Linked DNA regions of Mus musculus: region 1 is linked to region 2. Evidence: chromatin contacts called from public Hi-C data. All regions are on one chromosome and are shown on one strand. The core of a region is the stretch at or near the end of the contact, and the rest is flanking DNA. Distances in the headings are between cores, read along the strand shown. Region 1 has its middle 17 kb from the start of Gm23266. Region 2 overlaps Nlrp1b (NLR family, pyrin domain containing 1B).

What was found. A called contact is a pair of places that touch in the nucleus more often than the background predicts.
Region 1: a contact with region 2 is called in a Hi-C map of erythroblasts, with 2.3 times the contacts expected there. The contact joins two enhancer-like sites. A contact is called at or near these places in 16 of 484 Hi-C or Micro-C datasets (the C2C12 cell line, brain, embryonic stem cells and 13 more) and 6 of 115 datasets of contacts at active chromatin or transcription factors (embryonic stem cells, epiblast stem cells, microglia and 1 more).

The regions. Positions count from the first base shown.
Region 1 is chr11:71,248,745-71,252,980 of GRCm38.p6, reverse strand. It overlaps the pseudogene Nlrp1c-ps. Among named protein-coding and RNA genes, the nearest start is that of Gm23266, 17 kb to the right of the region's middle. Within about 2 kb of position 1,375, at least 60 of the 459 cell types and tissues checked have an H3K27ac peak or open chromatin away from gene starts, as enhancers often do. A contact at or near this core is called in erythroblasts, where this site is marked.
Region 2 is chr11:71,162,920-71,167,072 of GRCm38.p6, reverse strand. Nlrp1b (NLR family, pyrin domain containing 1B) reads left to right here. Exons shown (of 14, transcript NM_001162414.1): 7 at 1,407-1,506; 8 at 2,877-3,100. Among named protein-coding and RNA genes, the nearest start is that of Nlrp1a, 20 kb to the right of the region's middle. Within about 2 kb of position 2,747, at least 14 of the 459 cell types and tissues checked have an H3K27ac peak or open chromatin away from gene starts, as enhancers often do. A contact at or near this core is called in erythroblasts, where this site is marked.

The sequences.
Region 1 (4,236 bases), core at 126-2,625, 87 kb before region 2:
TCCAACACTGTCATAGTCATTGTCTCAACTGGAGAAACTGTTACTGCTCATTTCCTCCAACAGAATCTGGCACTTGCCTACCCAAGTATAAATAAACAGAAAGCACTGAGAAATTAGTTGAAGATCTTGGTAAATTACCACTAATATCATCAAATAGACTCTCATTATTGGGATATATATGTATATGTACATATTAAAAGCTGATGTGTACCTGATTGTTGAGCCCTTATCTAGTGTACACAAGGTCTTGGCTTATACCCCAAACTTCAAACACACACAAACACACGCTGAAAAACACACAGCTACACACCTACATACACACTCCTATTTTGTTGTTGTCATCACCTTCATCATCATCACAGGAAGAGCTGACTGCTCCCTACATGTGTTACATGGAGGTTTGCATTAGATCACTCAGTACCCACAGTTCTCATGTTATTGTCATTAACCCTATGTACAGATGAGGAAACACATTTGGGAGATTAAATGACTAATCAGGAGCCCACATAGACAGCAGAGGAAAAAATTCAGAGCCAGCTGCCTGAAGTCTGCTGTATCCTGAGCTCTACACTAGGTCTGCACACATCAGATGAGTAGTACTGGTGTTGACTGTTGCCTGCCTCTTCTTCTTCCAGAGTTCAATTGCCAATGGCTGGTTCCTACCACTCTCCCAGTACAGGACTCCACTTTGTGGTGACAAGGGCAGTGACAATTGAGATTGAATTCTGTGCCTGGAGCCAATACCTGGACAAGACTCCCTTGAAACACAGTCACATGGTGGCTGGACCTCTGTTTGATATCAAGGCTGAGCAAGGAACTGTTTCTGCAGTGTACCTTTCTCGTTTTGTGTCTCTCCAAGGTAACCAAGGGAAGACTAAGGAAGAGGATAATGGGAGGTAATAATGGGTGGACATCAGAGGGCATATAGGAACTGTAGGATGGTGGGTGATAAGTGTTTCAAGGTTTCTTTAATGAGGCAGAGATGTTTACAGAGGTGGACAATGAGATGTTTGGTCATCCCTTTTTGTCTGATGGATCTTTGTGGAAGCACATGCCTCCCAACCTCATGACTTTACTTCTGTTTTACCAGAAGGAATCCCTAATTAGACAGTGATGTCCTCAGTAGTATTATTAACTGGTGATTATCGAGTACTCTCTACAAACTATGTCCCTCAAGGTGTACTATTCCTGCTTGATTGTAAGGGTATCCTGAGGCTTGGAGGACCAGGAACCATTCAACTCTGAGGGGAGACAGTAACCCAGTGGAAGAATATCCTGAGACATGGGAGCACAGGAACCACACAACTCTGAGAGGAAGTAGCTCTGAGAGGAAGTATCCTCTGCAGAGGCATTGCAGCTCCGGGGGGTGGGGTGGATCACCACCGATGAGCTGAGTCACTCAGGATCCTCAATTCTGTTCCTTGCACAGGAACCACACAGCTCTGAGAGGAAGTATCCTCTTCAGAGGCATTGCAGCTCCAAGGGGGGGTTCACCCCCAATGAGCTGAGGCGCTCAGGATCCTCAATGCTGCTCCTTGCACAGGAACCACACAGCTCTGAGAGGAAGTATCCTCTTCAGAGGCATTGCAGCTCCAGGGGGGGGGGGGTTCACCCCCGATGAGCTGAGGCGCTCAGGGTCCTCAATTCTGCTCCTTCTCTTTGCTTCTTCTCTTCTTCTCTTCATTGCTTCTTGACTTCTTCCAACCAGAGGGTCACACCAGGCAGAAAAATCCCATGAAAGACATTTATTGGAAGGGCCAAGTTCTGGAGGGAGACAAATCCAGGGTTGGGGGTTCTCTACTCCCATGAATGGACAGCAAGGAACTAGACTATGGACAGGGCTTATATAGGATTGCTGAAGTGGTAGAGCATTCTAAGGTAGAGATTTCCAGATTAAGAATTTGTGGGATTTCTAGTCCCAAGCTTGGGTAGCTCAGGGTATGTGGGTTTTCCTGTTCATGGATTGGTAGAGTTTTATACTCCGAGATTGGTGGAGTTTTGTATGAAGGAATCTCAGGGATTGGTGGGTTTTCCTTCTCAGGAATTAGTGACTTTTATTTTCACTTCCTTTTCCCTGCATTGTGCTCATGGGTAAGGGTGGGAAGATCTTCCAGGCTGCAGCCAACTTTTGCTAAGGTAACATCACTGTGGGGCTTCTGGGGAAGGCAGGAGAGGAGGTGCTGCCACTCTGGACAGCCCCATAGATCAGGTCCTCCAGTGGAGTTTCACCAAGGCTATAAGTTAAGGCAGGAAAGAGAGTGTAGCTACAGTGGCCAGCTCCTACTCTGAGGTATCCTGGTGCCACAATTTTGACAGGAACTGCCATTTTGGACATTTTACTATAGCAGCCATAGGCTGAGGCAGGAAGGAGGGGCCTGCCGCTGCTTTGAAGAATTGTTTGCAAAGTGAGTCTTGGAAATTATAAGGAACATTTATTACTCAGGGTCAACCAACACTGTAAATCATTATACTCCTACAGGCAGGGAGAAAAGGATGTTACCACATTATATTTGAGAACTTGAATCACAAAAGAAGAGTATTCTAAGAACAGAGAGGGATCATAACGTGTTCCAAACACAGTGATCTCCAAATATTACTTCAGAAAATGATCTGATAAATACAAAGTACCCAGTGAATGATCTCATTTTTAAAAAACCATTATTACAGTCTTTGATTGCAGAACTCTGGAGGCTGAGGCAGAAGAAAATAGAATTCAAGAGCATTCCAGACCACACAGCCAGACTCTACCAACAAAAGCAATAATAACAAGAAAACCAGGAGTAGTATGAGTGGCTGGTGAGGTATAATTCCTCTCCTTCTACAAGGAGCATAATGGTGTGATCACCATAGAAACCAGTAAATCAAACTCACAAAAAAAGTAAGAAGCTGTTTGTTCATAGTATAATGATAATGAGTAACATGTGGCAGGGATGTAGGGGTGAAGCAACACACACACACACACACACACACACACACACACACAGGCACTCATGTATGCACCCCTCACCACCTGCAGTAGTTGGGAGAACAAGCCCTAGGATCATCATAGTGGGTGAGCTGGCTCTGCCCCTGACTAACCACAACACTTGGGAAAACCATCCCTGCAGCTTTCGTGGGCAGCACACTAGTGCTGGCCCTGGTCAAGGAGGTGTGGGTGAGCCAGCCCTGAGTACACAATGAGGGAGAATTAGCTTTGCCACCTATCTGCAATGAGGTAGCATGGGACAGCAGTAGAAAAAAATGACCTTTTCCCTCTTGCTCCTCACCACTTGAGGCAGTCCAGATATCTGACCAGAGAGTCATAAGAGCAAGCCCATTAGCAGGGACCATATCAAGTTCACAAGGGACATATATCTTCACATTTCTAACCACTGTCAACTTCATAGTCAAGCACATCACCTTAACTCATAACTATCTAATCTCTGTCTCTAAAATTTCAGTTTCAACTCACATGAAAAATACAATCTGCTTTCAAAGGTTCCATTAGACCTTAATAATTCCAAGAGTTTAAAAGTCTGCATCTGAATAGAGATGCAAGGCAATGACTTAACAATGGGCTCCTAGGAAATAAAAAACAAGTTTCATACTTCCAACATACAATGGCACAGAATAAACACTGACATTCCAACCTGGAAGAATTGCAGCATAGCAAAGAATGCTCAGACCACAGAAGAACAAACTCCATCATCACAATTTCTGCAGCTTTGTGTTCAGCCATGGAATTCATGGTATCATTCATTGGACTCCAAAGGACTTAGACAGACAGCTCGACCTTTCCAGGCCTACAAATTAAATACACATAGCTCTTACTTAGCCCATGTCTCTACTACTTTCCTAAAACTTTATTTAGCAGAAGAAGTATGGTTCTGGCTTCTCCAACAACCTAGGTTTTATATTCCCTCTTAGTCTCTATTTTCAAAAGTTCATAGAATGATCTACCAGGATATCCTCAAAGATCTTTGACTCAGACACACTGCCTGGCCTCAGCTGCTATCTGAAGCTGTGCATCCTGACTCAATGAATCCACTGACATGTTATACATACCCCTTTGAAATGTGGCCAAACTGATAGCTGTATGATGTGATGACCATAGGGAAAGGATTTCTTGAGTTTTGTTTTGGAATAGACAAAACCATCAGATAAGGCTTTCTGCCTTTAAATGAATTTGGTTCTTCACAAGATGAATCATATAGAGTGAGACTTTGCCCTCAAGACAGCTTTCCTATTGCCACAGTA
Region 2 (4,153 bases), core at 1,498-3,997:
TGGACCTGGAGGGCATCATCCTGAGTGAGGTAACACATTCACAAAGGAACTCACACAATATGTACTCACTGATAAGTGGATATTAGCCCCAAACTTAGGATACCCAAGATATAAGATACAATTTGCTAAACACATGAAACTCAAGAAGAATGAAGACTGAAGTGTGGACACTATGCCCCTCCTTAGAATTGGGAACAAAACACCCATGGAAGGAGTTACAGAGACAAAGTTTGGAGCTGAGATGAAAGGATGGACCATGTAGAGACTGCCATATCCAGGGATCCACCCCATAATCAGCATCCAAACGCTGACACCATTGCATACACTAGCAAGATTTTATTGAAAGGACCCAGATGTAGCTGTCTCTTGTGAGACTATGCCGGGGCCTAGCAAACACAGAAGTGGATGCTCACAGTCACCTAATGGATGGATCACAGGGCTCCCAATGGAGGAGCTAGAGAAAGTACCCAAGGAGCTAAAGGGATCTGCAACCCTATAGGTGGAACAACATTATGAACTAACCAGTACCCCGGAGCTCTTGACTCTAGCTGCATATGTATCAAAAGATAGCCTAGTCGGCCATCACTGGAAAGAGAGGCCCATTGGACTTGCAAACTTTATATGCCCCAGTACAGGGGAACGCCAGGGCCAAAAAGGGGGAGTGGGTGGGTAGGGGAGTGGGGGTGGGTGGGTATGGGGGACTTTTGGTATAGCATTGGAAATGTAAATGAGCTAAATACCTAATAAAAATGGAAAAAAAGCCCCACCCTCTGCAAGACTGTACACACCTAGAACCAAGACAGAACACAGCTTCCTTCTCTCCTAGACCTGCTGGCAGCTGCTGCCCCTCTCTCAAGTCTGTAGCTTATATCAGGTCCTGTACCAGTTTTCACTTTCTCCTCCTGATCTGTTATGGCCTAGGACTGAGCCCTCCTTCTTGCCCATCCACCTTTGGTATTATGTTGTTTTCTCAACATAAACATACAAACACACACACACACAGGTATGCTACAATTCTCTGCCCCACATATCTATGTGTGTACATACACACACAAACACATTTCTATCCCCTTTTTTCTGATGTGTGTGTGTGTGTGTGTGTGTGTGAGAGAGAGAGAGAGAGAGAGAGAGAGAGAGAGAGAGAGAGAGAGAGAGAGAGAGAATGTGTGTGTAGCAGGTAGGTAGCTGAAGGAGCAGTGATACAGACTGCAGACTGCAGATGCACTTCCTGCTATGGTCAAGGTTGACCAGACCAGAAAAGGTTTCAGTCATGTTACATTTCTGGATAAGGCCAGGGACACATGCATGGACAATATAAAGTGATCACTGCCTGACCTCTTCTACAGGAATGGGAATTATAACTTGTACTACTAAGGAGCTTATATCCATTTCTCCTAAATTTCCAGGAGCCAATCCCATGGAAATTCTGGGGACTGAAGAAGACTTCTGGGGCCCTATAGGACCTGTGGCTACTGAGGTGGTTTACAGAGAAAGGAACCTGTACCGGTGAGGAATTTCTGCCTGACAAAGGCTGGCTTTTCTCAGTCCACTTTCCATAAGGGAATCCTACAGATAGCATCTACTTATCTCTACAATTTATTCTATTTTTCTTGCCAGTACAAGAGGCTAAGCCAGGACTGGAATAAGAAGTTTGGCCTGTTGTAAAAATAGAGGTCTTTTTCTTAAATTTTTTTCAGATATTTACAAAACAGAAAAGCACAAGAACTTTCCTGAACAACTACTTAGATCCATCAAACATTTTGCAAATTTTTTGACTACTCTCAAACTTTCTTTGTCAACACTGTCACAGTATTGTAAGTCCAAGACACCATATGATTTCACCCACAATAATTTCACTATAAATTCCCCATGATTGAGATAGGACTTCATCTTCTACAACCAGCACTCTTACCACATCAACTGTGCTGACCTGAATCCATCATTTCATCTCAACAGTCTAATCATCTAATCAGATTTGCTCATTAACTGAATGGTGGTCTTCATATTTCTTCATTCCTGGTGTACATAGCATCTCTCATTTCATTACATTCTAGTTCTCCTATTCTTATATTCAACTTAAATTAAACTTAAATTTCTGTACTCTCTGCAGTCCTGCTTCACTACTGAAAACTGCCATCCAAAAACCCACTAAAGCTGAGAACATGACCATGTGTACAGTACCCCTGTCCTCTAAGAATTTTAGTCTCACGAATAATGACTGACAAAATACACAACCATGGTGTCTTCCACAACCTCTTACCCTCCTCCAACACTGTCACCATCACTGTCTCAGCTGGAGAAACTATCACTTTCAATTTCTACTTTGTCCAAGTGCCTGTCACCAAGCAGGGAGCTTTGAAAAACCAATAAAGATTTTGGTAAGGCATTGTGTTAATGCCAAGGGTTTATCACTAATATCAGCAGATAGACTTTGATTCAGAAATATACTCTTTCAGAATTTTAATACTAAAAACCAATAATGTGCCTCCCTAGTTCAGTCTTAGTCTAGTGTGCACAAGGTACTAATTTTATCCACTCAAATTCACATACACACACACACACACACAAATACACACCTATTTTATCACTGACATCACCATCAAAGGCAGAACTGACAGCTCCCTACCTGTGTTACATGTAGGTTTGTGTTACATAACTCAATACTCATAGTTCTCTAAGGTGATGTTGTCACTAACCCTATGTACAGATGAGGAAACAGTTGTGAAGTGACTAATCAGGTTTCCACATAGATGGCAGAGGAACAAAACACAGAGCCAGCTGCCTGAAGTCTGCTGTGTCCCAAGCTCTACACTGGGTCTGCACACAACGAATGAATAGTCCTGGTTTTAACTGATATATGCCTCTCCCTCTTCCAGAGTTCAATTGCCCATGGCTGGTTCCTACCACTGTCCCAGCACAAGACTCCACTTTGTAGTGACAAGGGCAGTGACAATAGAGATCGAATTCTGTGCCTGGAGCCAATTCCTGGACAAGACTCCCTTGCAGCAGAGTCACATGGTGGTTGGACCTCTGTTTGACATCAAGGCTGAGCAAGGAGCTGTGACTGCAGTGTACCTCCCTCATTTTGTGTCCCTCAAAGGTAACCAAGGAAAGCTTAAGGAAGAGGTGGTAATAATGGATGGGCTTGATAGGTCCTACATCAGAGTCCAGGATCATAGGAGATGAGGAAAAGTTTATACTAAGAATGGATGGAGGCTCATAAAGTGCCCACCCTCAATGATTTTCAAAGATACCTTCAGAAGGAATTCTGATGAACACAGGGTCCCAGTGAACAAGCTCATAAAGAAAGACATTACTGCAGCCTGTGATCATAGCACTGACAACTTATACGAATCAGGAAATTTCTGGTCTTAAACATGAAAGTCCAGCACGCCATGGTCCCCTCAAGTCCTAAGAAAAGCATGGCTACTGTTTTTGCTAGCAACCAGGGAAGTTGAAAAGATACAACACCTTCTGGGATTCTGTCTAAATTGTCACAGCACAAAGAAGGGGTAATTCTAGGATCTGGTATGAGGTCTGAGGCTGCTTAGGGAAAAGCCAGTCCCCAAACTGTCACACAGGGTACATTCTTGTGTCATGAAGTTCCATCTGAAATTATGTTCTAGCATGTTGTTGATGTAAAGAGCAACCTGCACCATGTCATCAGGAGACATTTCATTGTTTCATTTCTTGGTGATTTTCCATTCCAAAGCAAACACCTGAAAGAAAATATTTTTCTCTGTTAAACAACATTCACTGCAATACTGTTTGCTGTGATGCAATTCAGAAGCAAACTCAGGAGAAAAGAGAGGCAAACAGTGAATTACAGAGTTGTGTAGGAATCACATCAAGCTGACATGTGACATTCCTCATCATAGTTCTACCTTTTGTGAACTTGACACCCAAGCAAATCACTTTCAATGTTAACTTTCCACTTTGTCTCTAAAGTTTCAGTTTCATCTAGTCATGAAGGTTTGGAAGATCCCATTAGAACTTAATAATTCCCATAGACTAAAATCCATATCTAAACAGAGACTTGATGCAGTGTCTTAACTATGAACTCCTAGAAAATAAAAAACAAGTTACATACTTCCAATATACAAGGACAAAGAAACAGCACAGACATGTCAAGATGGAAAAATCCAAGCATAGC